Regions from separate parts of the Hordeum vulgare genome. Here region 2 is linked to region 1. Evidence: chromatin contacts called from public Hi-C data. All regions are on one chromosome and are shown on one strand. Each heading gives the region's core, a stretch centred on a gene start, on an enhancer-like site or on the middle of the called end of the contact. The rest is flanking DNA. Distances are from core to core; before and after follow the strand shown. Region 1 holds the start of LOC123450972. Region 2 holds the start of LOC123450974 (inorganic phosphate transporter 1-11-like).

Region 1 (7,469 bases), core at 3,695-6,194:
CGGGTAGGTTGCCTGCAAGCTTGGAGCAATTGAAAATACTGAAAACCCTGGCTATGAGGAGTAATAAGCTTGAGGGGAACATTCCAGATTTGCCTATTAGCATCCGAGTGTTGGACCTATCCCACAACAACTTATCAGGATCACTACCACATAGCTTTCGAGACAAAGAACTTCATTACCAATCGTTGTCAAGAAATTTCATTAGTGGAGTAATCCCAGCAGATTTTTGCAACATGACATCAATGGAACTGATTGACCTATCTGATAACAACCTTTCAGGAGAGCTTCCCAACTGTTGGCTGAAGGAATCGGAACTGCATGTCATAGATTTTTCAAGCAATAACTTGTGGGGAGTAATACCATCTACCATGGGTTCTCTAAATTCCCTCATGTCACTGCATCTTAGCAAGAACAGCTTATCTGGAGAATTGCCGATCTCATTGCAGTCATGTCAAACGTTGATGTTCCTTGATCTTGCAGAAAATAATTTGTCAGGAAACATCCCAAAATGGATAGGTGACAGTATAAAATCTCTGATATTTGTGAGTTTAGGGTCCAACCAGTTTTCTGGTGAAATACCTGAAGAATTGTCCCAACTTCCTGCTCTGCAATATTTGGATCTTCATAACAACAAACTATCTGGCCCTATACCACGTTTCCTGGGAAATTTAACAGCCTTACACTTGCGCAATCTTTACCAGATATCATCGTCTTCCGTTCAGTTCAAGGTTTATGGTCTCGGGGGTGCTTACTTTTCTGTGTACACAGATGCCTTGGAGGCAACGTGGAAAGGTCAAGTTATTGTTTTTGAGAGAACACTGTTCCTGCTTACCGGAATTGATCTCTCCGCAAACCAGTTAACTGGTGAGATTCCAAGTGAAATAGTATCTCTATCTACATTACGGTTATTGAATCTGTCAAAGAACCACATTGGAGGAAGTATCCCTGCTGAACTGGGGAATTTGGTCGATTTAGAGTCACTCGATCTCTCATGGAATGAACTATCAGGTCCAGTTCCTCACAGCTTGGCGTCAGTACCATATTTGTCCTACCTGAATTTGTCCTACAATGATCTCTCAGGGCAGATACCGTATGGAAATCAATTGAGCACTTTTGATAATCTCAGCTACTTGGGAAACGAAAATCTTTGCGGGCCTCCACTTTCCAGAATCTGTGTACCTGAGAGTAACAGACACCAAAACCATAAACTTCAACTCAGATTTGACACGCTGACATGTCTATTTACACTGCTCGGGTTTGCGTTCGGAATCTCCACTGTATTCACCACCTTCATATGCAGCGCGGTCGCAAGGAAGGCTTACTTTCGGTTGTATTCACCACCTTCATATGCAGCGCGGTCGCAAGGAAGGCTTACTTTCGGTTCACCGACAGGGCACTGAGCAAGCTGTGGTGCACTGCAGTGGAGATGAAGCTTAGCATCAACAGGATGATGCCAGCAGGAAGAGACCCCTCCATGGCGACACGGAGTCAGGACACCATCACTTGCTACGAGCTGGAACAACCTTCTGCCGCTAGTATGTAATAAGGCGCCCTGTAATATCATATGAATGGACCAGCCATATGTTATTTCCTTAGAATAACCAGCTGAACTCCCTTGCCCCGCTGGATATTATTGTACGATCCACTTGGACCTCTTTATAGTTCCTACTAGAGATGAAGCACGTATAATTTTCCATGTGGGTTTGCCTTTGATTTGACAAACATGCAAGTTTCTAAAATGCATTTTCTCCAGTATTTACCAGGATTCATGCGTTTTTCTTATTTCTGTCAAACATGTAAGTTTACAAAATTCCTATATTTTCTAAAAGAAGTCCTCTGTTTTGCACTTGTATGTCTATCATATTCTTGTGTCTGTCCTTTCCTATGCTTTCAGAATCCCGTGTACCAAAGAGGCCCTTTTGATTGGAAACAGAGACGGGTTTCACATTACAATTTCAATCAACAAGCTTAATGATTTCTAATTAGTCTGAAGATCATCATCCACTGACGGTGTTGCCCGTCTCCAGGCATTCAGAGCTGCAGGAAGAGCAACTGACGGTATGTTTCCAAGCAAAAACACAAAATCTTCCTTCTTTTACATGCTGAATAACATTCAAGATATTAAAACAACAAGTAGAAGAAGATATAAACCCCCGGCCACAGCCCGAGTGACTCCTAGCACAGGCCAAGAAAATGAGAAAGCAGCTAACCAATTCTGATAGAAAAATGACTGGTTGCAAGCACAAACAAACAAATCTGGTATCACAATAAACACTTTCTACATGGCTCAAAATTTTGATAAAATTCCCCACCCATCCAAACGGAGATTTTGCGTCACTGGCAAACACATGTCAGAAACAATACTCAGCCAACTCTCCATAGGGTTATGGTGTTAACAACCAATTCCGCAGGTTATGATGCACACGAAGACAGCCGCGGGCAACAGAAAACATAAAGGGGTAGCACAACTGACATAATATATAGTTCATACAGAGTTCTAATAATACAAGCTCGTATGATAAACAAGCCGGTAGGGTAGAGTAGCGATAAGACAATGAAGAAAGGAACTCCAGAACAGGGTCTAGAGAGCCATAATTATAACCCTAAGATAAATAAAAGACAGGCAAAGGAAGGAGCAGACCAGCAGACATATAATCCACTACTCCCCCTCCATCCATTGATACCGAGTTGCTTGATCTATAAAGCGGGGCAAAAGCCTATTTCGACCATCCATTGATACCCAGCACCAATCTCTGGCAAAACAGCTTCCATGCAACCTGAAGCCGGTAGGGTATAGTAGGCGGTGAGACAATGAAGAAAGGAACTCCTGGACAGGGTCTAGAGGGCCATAATCCTAAAATAAATAAAAGACAGGCAAAAGAAGGGGCAGACCAGGAGGCATGATGATCTACTACCCCCACCATTGATACCAATCTTAGGACATACAGCTTCCATGCAACCTCACGAATAAGAAATCACCATGGCGTCGTCTTCTTCAGGATCTTCAACATCTTTAATATGCTTCTTGCTAGGGCATTTCAGCAGCGGCACCCCTGGTCGTTTAGATGTTTGCTGTGTACCTGGGATGTCAAATTCCAGGTTTCTTCAGTAATAGTTTGGGAAAGAAGAACCGGTCGACAAACAACTAGCGCTAATACAACAATTAACCATTCTATATATAAAATCTCCGTGCTGAAAGACTACTGAAAAAGACCCAAACTTGATAAGCATGTGTGTCACAAGAGAAGCAGGGGTTACCTGGAGCGGGTTGGAGATATGCGGAGATCCTGCTTGCGTCGTAGCCCTTGGCTAAACAATAAGTCCTCTTAGCAGGGAACTCCACCACTTGCTCGGCAGTCTCGTTCTCCATGTCGACAGCAAGCACCCAAGCTGTGCGTTCCATTGGGCTGAAGCTATTCTTGGCGAGGAAGTAAACAATGGCATCATTGTTCTGCTTCTGCAGGCTGAGTGTGGGCATGCCAACGCAAAGAGACGACAATGTTGGCAAGGTAGCGGCGGCACGAGCTGCATCAACCTTTATATGGGTGGAATCGAGCTTGCCTTCCATGCGCCATTCCTTGGGCCAGGACCGACGGGCCTTCTTGATGCTCCACGTTGTGACCATCCAATCACTGGTGCCCGGTTGAGGCTGCATGTCAACGTACTTGATGGTGTCGCCGACGACCGCAATGTCGCGAACAGACCTTGCCTCGATACGTGGCCACATCGTGTCGGGTGTGGTCGGCAGCTTCAGGCAGCTGAGCTTGGGGCGTTTGGCGAAAACGTCGCAGAAGACGATGTTGCGCCAGAGATCCACCCAAGCAACGGTGCCATTGCTTCCTCCGATGGTGAGTGTCTTGTTTGTCAAGTGTGTTCCTGTACATGAACCCATGACCACCGGCTTGTTGCTCCAGGTCTTGGTAGCAGAGTCATAGATGCAGAGGTTAGGAGATTTTTCACCCCAGAAATAGTAAGCTCGTGCGACAACGACGAAGTGATCTGCCTCCGCCTCGGCCTCTCCATGTCCATGGGGGCGTAGGGCGAAGTGGCGATCCGCCTCGGCCTCTCCATGTCCATGGGGGCGTAGGGCGAAGTGGCGATCCGCCTCCATCTCCGCCTCTCCATGTCCATGGGGACGGGGGTGTAGGGCGAAGTGGTGGGATCGGAGGGTTAAGTCGTTGTGGTTGGTGGTGTTTTTGGAGGATTTGTTGGGTTTGCGCATGATGGCGAGCGAGGGCCCGTTGAGTTTGTGTTGGAAGCCGGGGAGTTGGTCAAGTTTGCGGGAGAGGGCGTCGTAGACGAAGTAATGGCGATTTCGGGGATACCAGTGATCGGTGTGATGGTTGCCGGTGGCGAGGCATAGGAGGACGAGGCCGCCGTCGGTCTCGGTGGCGAGGATGTGGGGCGTGACGGGGAACTCGGTGTGGTCCATGTGGGAGGTGTGGACGCAGAAATAGGAGACGAGGGGCGGGGCGACGGCGCAGAAGGTGACCTTGAGGCGGCCCGTGAGGCTGGGGCCTTCCATCTCGCAGACGGCAGTGGTGGCGTTGTCCCGGTCGACGAAGTAGGCGCGTGGGTCGATGAGGACGAACGGTGGCAGCTCGCCGCCGTCGGGATAGCCATAGGCGGGAGGAGCCATCTCCTCGACCGATTCCTCGTCCTCGCCGTCGCTATCGCTATCGGGGTAGCCGTAGCCGTAATCGGGAGGTGCCATCGATCCTCCCTCCCAGGCTTGCCGTCAATCGATCCCAAAACGATTGCCTTGTTCAAGGATGGATCGCAAATCAATCGTTGATTCGTCTTGGCTGGGTCTGCGTGGATGGATTTATGTGGTGGATTGGCGCGATTGATCCGAGTTGGGTGGGGAGATCGATTCGAGATGGAGACGAATTGCAGTGGGAGACGGAGTAAAAGGGGATCGACGCAGGACTCCGCCGCCGCCTCCTGCTGCTGGTGCTGGGAAGAGAGTAATTTTTTTTTTGAACTGGGAACATTTCATTCCATTAATCAGCAGCACGCCAGCCAGAGTCGGCGGCAACTATACCTTTGGCAAAGGTAGGAGCAAGACCCGGCCATACGGCTTGGGGTTCAAACACCATCTTCGACCCATGCATCGTGAGAGCGTCTGCAACCTTATTACAAGCCCGTGGGCGATGAACTATGTCGAAAGAAATAAAGTTTAAAGAAACAAAAGCTTTAATCTCTTGGAACAAACTTCCATTTGTAGCCAGATCATATCTTGATGTCTTGATCGCCGAGACCAACGTGGAAGCATATGTTTCCAGCACCACATTGCCGATGCCTAACTCCTGCGCCTTATAGATAGCACGGATGCATGCCTCCGCTTCAGCTTGTAGTGCATCGTAGACATTGTTTACCCGCCCCGCTGCCGAGACCACAATATCGCCTTCATGGTCCCTGATAATAAACCCCCACCCTCCTGTCGAGGTGTCCCTCTGGTAGCTACCATCAGAGTTAATTTTCAGAATACCTTCTGCTGGTTTGGTCCATTTAGTGATCTCTCGTTACTGGTTCTGCTTACTCCCGCCAAAGAACTCCATATACTCCTCGGCTGTACGTCGTGTCTGCCAGCCCAGCATTTGTATGTTGATCCGAGTCTGGTCCACTTTGAATTTGTTGCGGTCATTCCACCAGCTCCACAGCAGTGCTATGACGGTTGTCGTCTGTGCAAGAGATCCAACTAGCATCACCCGTATCACCTCCTTCGGATCATGAAGTAATATGCATGCACGCCTCACCTCCTCTACCCCCAGGTTCCGCCATAGCTATTTTGCGCCTTTAACTGGAAGAGAAGGTGGCTCCCGTCTTCGTCGCGTCTTTGGCAGACCGGACAGCGGGTATCTACCTCGATACCCCTCCGTTGTAGGTTTACTCGTACGGACACTTTTACTAGTACCTAATAATAAAGAGACTATTGCTTCTGACCGTACGTCACCGAAATTGCCACTAAAGTGATTTCACCAAGTGATAAAAAATGTTTCACATGGGAGAATCCCCGCCTGGGCCGGGCCATGCAGTAGAACCTTCTATACTGCACTTTGCACGCTAGGAAAAGACACAACACTCTTGCACGTCCACACGGCCTGTTTTGAAATTTCGTTTTTTATTTTTCATTTTCCTTTTGCATATTCGTTTTTCTCTTTTAAATAATTTATAATATCAGAAAAATCCGAAAATGAAAGAATGATATTTTTGAAATAAAATGTTTAATAATTAATAAATGTCCGTGGATTCAGAAATGTTTGCAATTTAAAAACATTACATATTCAAAAAATATTTGCAATTTGGCAAGCAAATGTTTGGGAAATAAAAAAATAATGTAATGAACTTTTAGAATCTTTCGTGTATTAAAAAAGGTTGATGAAATTGTAGAACATTTTGCCAATTCAAAAAAAATCATGAATTGAAAAATATCCTAGAAATTCAAAAATTGTTTGTGACTTACAAAATAGATTATTGATTCATAAAATGTTCGCTGATTCAAAAAATGATCATATATTAAAAAATTATTTATTAAATCAAAAACAATGTCCGTGAATTTCAGAAATTGTTCCGTCAAAAACTTTTTAAAAAATGTTTTCGATTCTAGTAATGTTCGCCTATTCAAAAAAAAATTCCAAAAATATTCAAAATTTTAAAAGAAATGTTTGCAAATAGTATAAAATTTGCATGAATTCAAAAAAAATAGTCATGATCTTAGATAATGTTCAAAAAATTGTAAAAATGTGAACGAATTTGAATAATGTTGACGAATTCAGATATGCTCACGAGTTTAAAAAAATGTTCATGGTTTTCAAAAATATTGATGATTTCACGAAAATAAGATCGATAGTGTATGTCGGTGATGCAGCAAAATGTGGTCATGGCCATTAAAGATTATTATTTTTTTCTCCCGATGCAACGTACGAACCGTTTTCCTATAGTATATAATACAGTACAAATGAACAACACAGAATAGCGAGGTGGTTCCGCGTGGGCTGCGGCCTACGTAAAGTGGCGGCGGTCAGGAGGAGGAGGCCCGAATAAAAAAGAAAGAACGCTCGTCCTCCTCACTCTGTTCCGAGGCGGCGTTGATCCCCTTTGACTCCGACCACGACTGAAATTCGATTTCGATCTCGCTACCTTCCCATAAATCCATCGATTTGTGATCCATCGAGCTTCAGCCAGGCAATCGATTTGTGATCCATCGAGCTTCAACCAGCCAATCGATTTGTGATCCGATGGCCGATTACGGCTACACCGACGGCGGCGGCGGCAAAGAATCGGTCGAGGAGAAGGGCAGGCAGTGGCCACCGGCTCCTCCCGCCTACGGCTACCCCGACGGCGAGGACGAGCGGCCGCCGTACGTCCTCATCGATCCGTGCGCCTACTTCGCCGACCGGGACAACGCCACCACCGCCGTCTGCGAGATGGACGGCCTCAGCCTCACCGGCCGCCTCAAGGTCACC
Region 2 (7,469 bases), core at 2,624-5,123, 240 kb before region 1:
GCTTGCAGTTCATTTGATATGTCAGTGAGGCGATCAAAGGTGTCTTGGCAGCTTTCATTGTCATGTCTCTTGAAGCGATTGAAGAGATTGCGAAGAATATCAACACGAGAGTCACGTTGGGTTGATACTCCTTCATTTACCTTGCACAGTCTCTCCCAGATCAGTGTAGCAGAGCCTAAGGCACTTACTCTTCCAAACTGGCCAGGGCTTAGATGACCACAGATGATGTTCTTCGCTTGAGAATCGAGTTGCTTGAATTTCTTCACATCAGCTGCAGTGACACTAGCAGAAATGATGGGGACACCATTTTCCACAATATACCAGAGATCAAACAGTCACAGTGAATGTCATCAAAACATAATACAGAAAATGTAAAGAGTTGAGGAATTAGAACCCGATTCTTGGTGAAGACTGTTGTTGATGACCCAGTTCCAATTGCTGTGACAGTTGTACATCTGGTTTGGAGCGGCTTGGTATTGAAACCAAAGGACACCCAGTCCCGGGACACACAGTCCCTACCGTATTCTCCTTGAGCTAAGGACACACAGTCCTCGCCCAACACTCGTGGTAAGTCTTCAGGGCAGACTTCCAAACCCTGACAAACTCGGTCACCCGACGATCCACAATTGACTGCTGGATTGCTCTAGACCATGACGCCTAACCGTCTGGAGGATGCACAGTCCTCAAAGGTAAAAGGCTTCAGTCCCACACAGGAACAACTTCTTCAGTGATGCTCAATCACTAGGTTTGGTTTGTGGTTTCGGTGGGTAGTGTATTTCCTCACTGATGATTTACTTCGTAGGCTCTGAAAAATTTGGGTTGCTCTTATGACAAGTGTTAGTTTCTAACGGAGCAGCCAACCAGCTAGTGGTTGTGGGGGGCGGCTATTTATAGCCTGGGAGCATCCCGACATGATTTGACATTAATGCCCTTAAATAATATGACCGTTGGAGTGGATAAGACCAGTGACTTGGCGTGGCTATCGAAACGGTCGGGACCTTCAGCTGTGAGAGTCCTCATGTCACTCATATTCCTCACTTGAGGCTTTTGGTAGGATTTTGGCTTGGGTTGAGCATCATGAGGAAATTCATTCCATAGCGTTACTTTGACCCCCTTTAACAGTACGGTGTTCCTATTCATCAAATGCGAAGAAAGTAAAACAGAAAACGTAAATCTTCACGCTTCAATTTCTTCAAAATGATTTTCTTCAGGAACCACCGATCTTCTCAATATCAATATCTTCATGAGGAATATCAATTTCATCGCAGATTCCTCGTGATTCATTTCTTCAGCTTCAGACCAATTTCTTCAAATGAAGACATATATTTTTAGGGGTCGATATTCTTCAAATATCTCAAACTCCTCAATGACTTATAGATCCTGTGTATACTCACAAACATATTAGATACTTAACCTATAAGTCTTCAAACCACCAAAATCACTAAGGGGCACTAGTTGGTGTAAGTTTCTTCTCTCTTCCTTCATACAATATCCAAGCAGAAATATCTGTCAGCAAAGACCTTTCCTGGCAGCACCATAGGTGACAACCCCTTTCTGTCGCCAATGTTTTTTTTACCAACAATGAATGTGTAACGCTATTTGAGTATCGTACTGTGGTGAGTACAATCTTTGTAGTTTGCTCCTTCTAACTGCTCGGTTGGAGATTTGGGAACGAGAAAAATACCAGTTCCTTAACTTATAGAGATGTAATATAATTTATCTCTGTCGCGCAAAAAAGGAAATGGAAAAGAAACACAGATGCATACTTGACATGGTTATATTAATTCTGTAAACTTGACATGATTATATGTAGCGGTACATATATATTGACGATTATTGAGAAGGGAAATCCCAAGCCAATGGTCATACATCCACACATAAAATCCAATACAACCTTAATACAATGGTATCACACACAAGCAATAGTGCAATATACCCGTAGATAAAACTCTCAAAGCAAGTACTACCTGGCAACTTATGTAGCATCATGCAGCTGGTTGCCATTATTCTTGTCCCTTTTCCAATTCGCTAGTTGGTATAGAAGATAAAATTCTCATCATGCATTCATCGACGATGGCGGCTGCCATTCGGTGCTTGAAGGAGGGGCCTTTTCAACATCCTTATCGACATGCCCAGCGGCCGCGCCAGCGACGTTGCCGTCCTCGCCGGAGATCTCTTCGAGCGACCGGCCCATCGTCTCGGGGACGAGGAAGGTGAAGAAGAAGCCGAGCATGTTGGTGACAGAGAGGATGATGAGCGCCTGCTTCATGTGCTTGGGGTCGCCCTTGAGGGTGAGGGTCTGCACCCCGAAGGCGGCGACGATGGCGCCCGCCTTGCCCGAGGCCGCGCTGATGGCATGGCATGTGGAGCGGACGCGCGTCGGGAATAGCTCGGCCGGCAGCACGAAGGTGGTGCTGTTTGGTCCGAAGTTTGCGAAGAAGAATGTGAGCGCGTAGAGGATGGCGAAGAGGGCGTGGCCGTTGCTCTTGAGGTATTCGTATTTGATGCCCATCACTAGCATGAAGAGGGACATCATGAAGAAACCAAGGAGCTGGATCAAGTACCTGCAATGCAATCAGTTTACGGCCGGATGTTCAAATGATGTCTAAATGTAAAACCAAGTCGGTCGGTGGCGCATGGACTGCATGCGTCTGCATATATATTCTTCCTCCGTTTCATAATTAATTATGAAATGGAGGGATCAGTAGATACGTACCTTCCCATCTTGTCGATGAGGGCCACGGTGACCCAGTAGCCAGGGAAAGTGCCGAAGAGGGCGATGAGGAACATGGCTCGTGATATCACGAACACCTCTCTCAGGGCGTTCATGGTGTCTGCGCCGCCGGTGAGTTTGATGGCTGGGAAGATGTCCTTCTGTGTCAGGTTCTGGCTGTAGAAGGCGATGTCGAGGAGGAACCAGGTGGTTGTGGTGCCGATGAGGTGCAAGCCGTGACGCCGGGCGAACTCCATGGACAACAGAGAGTATTCATTCGCCGCCCTGAACTTGGCGACCTTCTCCTGCTCCTCGTCGATGCGAATCTCCAACACTTTCTGCATGTCGTTGGTAGCCTGCTTGGCGTTTCCCTCTATGAGGGCCGTGTACCTGGCGGTCTCGGGCATCTTCATCCGCCAGTAGAAGGTGGCCACCGCCGGGAACGCCCCGAGCATGAGCACGATGCGCCACATGTAGTCCGCCGCGGGCTTCTGATCTTGAACTGAGTAGTATTTGTCCTCTTTCCACGTGGGCGCGGGGTTGTAGTGGAGGAAAATGCCGGAGACGATCATGGAGACGAGCCCCGCGAAGATGATGCCGACGCCCTGCATGGCGAACACGGCGGCGATGAAGGCGCCACGGGTCTTCTTGTTGGCATACTCGGACATGATGGTGGCGGATAGCGGGTAGTCCCCGCCGATGCCGAAGCCGAGCCAGAAGCGGAAGAAGCAGAGCGTGCCGATGACGGCGCCGGGGTCCCTCCCGAAGGAGAGGCCGGAGCCGATGGCGCACGCGGCCATGAGGACGAGCGTGATCCCGTAGACGCGCTTGCGGCCGAGCTTGTCCCCGAAGTAGCCGAAGACGAGCTGGCCCATGAGGGTGCCGACGAGCGCGACGCCGGTGACCATGTTGTTGATCCGCACGGGCATGGTGCCGGGCATGGGCGGGTTTTTGCCGAGGTTGGTGTCCGGGTAGTAGAGGCGGCCCAGCAGCTTGGAGACGGTGGTGATGCAGAAGAGGTCGTAGGCGTCGGTGAAGAAGCCCATGCCGGCGATCACGATGGCCTTCATGTGGTACATCTGGGTGCGCGCCGAGTCCAGCGCGTCGAGCACGGCAAGGTTCTGCCCCCCTCCTCCGCCCGCCGCCCCATTCTCCGCCATCTTCGTCCCAAACTTTTTCCTCCCCTCTCTCGATATAGGGCGCTTTTATGAGACGAGAATGAGACCGTGTGTGTGTCTCAATTAACTTTCAACTCAACTTCCGTGCTTGGCTGCTTGCTCGCCGTGGTTCTTATAACTGTGGTCTGGCCGGAGATAATGACGATGAACCGGAGGACGGCGGCAACGAGGGAAAACTGTCGTCGTCGCTCGTAGGCTCCGTCTGCCTCGTGCTGGTTGGCTGGCATGCAGCATATTCCGCGCACGACTCGGGTCATACATTTCTCATCGACTCAACACACACGGGCATACTTTTACAAATTAAGTAACACACATGGACAAACACACACGACAGAATAATACCCTTGGCAAAGACGAAAAATAAAGTATACATGACGGAAGCAGCCGTTCCATCTACTCCATCCGTTCCTAAATATAAGACATTTTAAAGATTTCATCGGTGACTACATACAGATATATATATATATATATATATAGACATAATTTTATGTGTAGATTCATTCATTTTATATCGTATGTAGTTCATGATGAAATCATTAAAAGATCTTATATTTAGAATGAGAGGAAGCGATGCATGTGCTTATTTTGTCTCCCTCGTGAAATTTACTTGGAGGCTAGTGCTGGGGAACGCACCTCGACATGGCAGGAGCGAAGGTAACTAGGGGCAAAAATGTGTCATTTTGGCGGGATATTCCACATCCGGTCGACCCCCTTGCTGGTCGGCGGTACGTACGTAGGTAGGTGCCGTAAGAATTAAGAGAGGCCGGCCAGCTGTATAAGACTTAATTTGTTTTTCAACGGTTGCAGGCCAACTGTCTGAATCATAAGTCGTGTGTGGTAATAAGAAAGACTGTTTGGCTAGACCTCAGTCAGTCGGTCAACTGAGGTTTAGCAAAGTCTTGGTCAAGTTCATGGCCATTGGATCATCAGCATTGAGATTCGTGTCGTACCTTGTATTATATTTTGGCAAATCTTGTTTCGCACCTTTGTCAATGTCTTGGTAATACTTTTCAAATTCACCAATATATTTGACATCAGGAACATTTTTTGCGTTCTGGTTTCATCATTTTTTTCTCCTGAAATAACAAGAAAACCGGCAGCCTTTTTCTCCAGATAACGGAGGGGCGGAAATAAGGCGAGCAAAAAGAAAAAGAACAAGAGCGTGAGTGAGAAAGTTATTGGGTCAGCCCATGTCAATTGACATGCGCATTATATGTATAACATGGAGCAGAAGGTGCAGAATAGGAGCACCCACATCCATCATGCCTCAAACAGCCTAGCCTATTTTGTTCGAAATCATTAATTAAGAAGTACTTTTTCAAAGGTCGGTACCACCTCCTCAGCTTGCGACAAGTGACGCATTTGCATGTGTGCCACTTGTCGCAATCGGTGAGTTAATTTTCGTAGATCCGTTATTTTAAAATATTTTTTTCTTAAACCGTGTGTTCAAATCTTGAGTCTTTTTCATCGTAGGATTCCTCGCGTCGAGATCTTTAAAACTAGATCCCGTGTTGATAGATTTTGAAGAAAAGAAAACTCACGAAAAAACTATGCCTCTAAAGAAAACACCCTTTTTTTTGGAGAGGCACAGCCGTGCCTCTCGCGGAAGCAAATCGTGCCTCTCACAAAAGCAAAATTGTGCCTCTCAAAGAAAAAAAAGTATGTTCTTTTTTTTAGAGGCACAGTCGCGAAAGCAAATCTGTGCCTCTAGAGAAAGGGAAAAAAAGAAAACACATTTTATTGTTTCCAGGAATCACGACCATGCCTCTTGCGGAAGATAAAATGCACCTCTCGAGGAAGGAAAAACACGTTTTTTTTTGTTTCGGAGAGGCACGATGGCTCTCGTAGAAGCAAAACCGTGTCTCTCGAGGAAGAAAAAAACGTGTTTTGTCACGCAATTGTTTTTAGATTTTTTTTCGTCCATAAGCTAAGAAAGACCAATGAAAAACGAAAACACCAAAATAATTAGAAAAAAATCATCTAAAAAGTCGAAAACACATGCAAAATAAAATAAAATCCATAGAACACGCCAAATGATGGCGCCTGATAGTGAGACTTAGGAGGCTCCAAAAGGAGCGCTGCTTAGATAGTTGCTCCCTATTATGTTTTTGGGCCTGTATTGTATACTTATGAATGGGTAAAATGAAATTTCTCCTATTCTTACCAAGATGGACGAATTACATAGGTGTAATTGTTTTGTGTATTTTCTTGTGTTTTCAACCGTTCTGCCATTTTTTTCTATTTCCTTTTCTTTTAGGTATGTTTTTTCATATTTGCTCCAACATTTCAGTTACCATTTCATTTCTCTTCTCCTCTTTCTGTTTATTTTTCTTCTTCTTCTTTTTAATACAATAATATTTTTTAATCTTTGTGGACATATGTAAAATTTAAATATTTTGATAAATTAATAAAAACTAAAATTCATCAATATTGCTTAAATTAATAGAATTTCTTAAAATCCGTGAAACTTTATTAATTGATGAACATTATTTTAAAACTGGTTAATATTAATTCTTTTTATACATTTTAAATACACGTACACTTTTAAACATTCATAATAATTTTATTTTTCTTTATTTTCATAATACATTAGTTGATATATTTTGGTAACATCAAATTGCTTTGAAACGAAAATAACTTTTATTTATGAAAAAATGAACATTAATGGGCCAGCCCATTAGAGCCCTTGTAGGAGTACTCATGAGTGAAAGGACTAAAGGCCTAAAGATGAATAAAAAAACCTTGACCTTTTTCAACCATTTTTAGATCTACTCTTTCCCTTTGGAAGATGAATAAAAAAGATTTAGGATTCACACATGCACAACATCACCATGAACTTGATTTTTTTTTACCATTTTAAGGATTTAAAGTACGCGCTTTGACGTTCTTTTTTTGAATTTGAGGGAACATATAAGGGTAAAAATATAAGAACAAATGTGAGTTTTGAATTCCCTTTCAGCTATACTACCCACAAGCACAAGGCCAGAACACACGAAGGATCTACTCAACCTAACTATAGACGCTAATAGGGGTTCCACGCACAACTGTGAATATCGTTATTTCCCAGCCACAACCCTTCAAATTCTCATAGATTTTTGTCAGTGTTGGGGCCTTCTGCTAACGTACAACGCCGTCGTTGATTTGTCATAGCGACCTCGTCTCTTGTTATGCCTCCTAAAGAAGTGATAACTCAGGGCTTGGTGAGTTGTTGCTAGTCAAGTCGAATGCTCGTACGCTAGAGCAGAAAGAAGAGAGATCATGCATGCATCTCATGCCTTCACCTGGAGCCAAGGAGGCTAGCTAGTCTAATATATAATGCTCACTCTTTTGAAGCATGACGGATATTTTCATAGTAGGCATATTTATTCTGTTGGTAATAATGTTTTTCACCACCATTCAAATAGAGTCATCAGCATTTAGTTTGACGCAACGCAACCACGTACGGCACAAGGACCTGTTGACATCCGTTATTGCATGCTGGATTCACATGTGGAAAGCACCATGGCTGCATGCGTCCATTAGTCGATCGATGCAGCGGCCTCGTTCCGAATCAGAATAAGGAAAAACAAAAAGGCAGC

Evidence for each region. A called contact is a pair of places that touch in the nucleus more often than the background predicts.
Region 2: a Hi-C map of seedling shows a contact between it and region 1, with 3 times the contacts expected there. The contact joins the promoter of LOC123450974 here to the promoter of LOC123450972 in region 1. A contact is called at or near these places in 3 of 6 Hi-C or Micro-C datasets (leaf, seedling and an unstated tissue).

What each region holds. Positions count from the first base shown.
Region 1 is chr4H:3,941,588-3,949,056 of MorexV3_pseudomolecules_assembly, reverse strand. It overlaps LOC123450972, which reads right to left and starts at 4,944. Exons shown (of 2, transcript XM_045127982.1): 1 at 3,259-4,944; 2 at 2,475-3,080. The coding sequence starts at 4,714. The coding sequence ends at 2,962. It overlaps LOC123450971, which reads left to right and starts at 7,045. Exons shown (of 2, transcript XM_045127981.1): 1 at 7,045-7,469. The coding sequence starts at 7,242. It also overlaps the pseudogene LOC123448347.
Region 2 is chr4H:4,177,080-4,184,548 of MorexV3_pseudomolecules_assembly, reverse strand. It overlaps LOC123450974 (inorganic phosphate transporter 1-11-like), which reads right to left and starts at 3,873. Exons shown (of 2, transcript XM_045127984.1): 1 at 2,717-3,873; 2 at 2,057-2,564. The coding sequence starts at 3,873. The coding sequence ends at 2,057.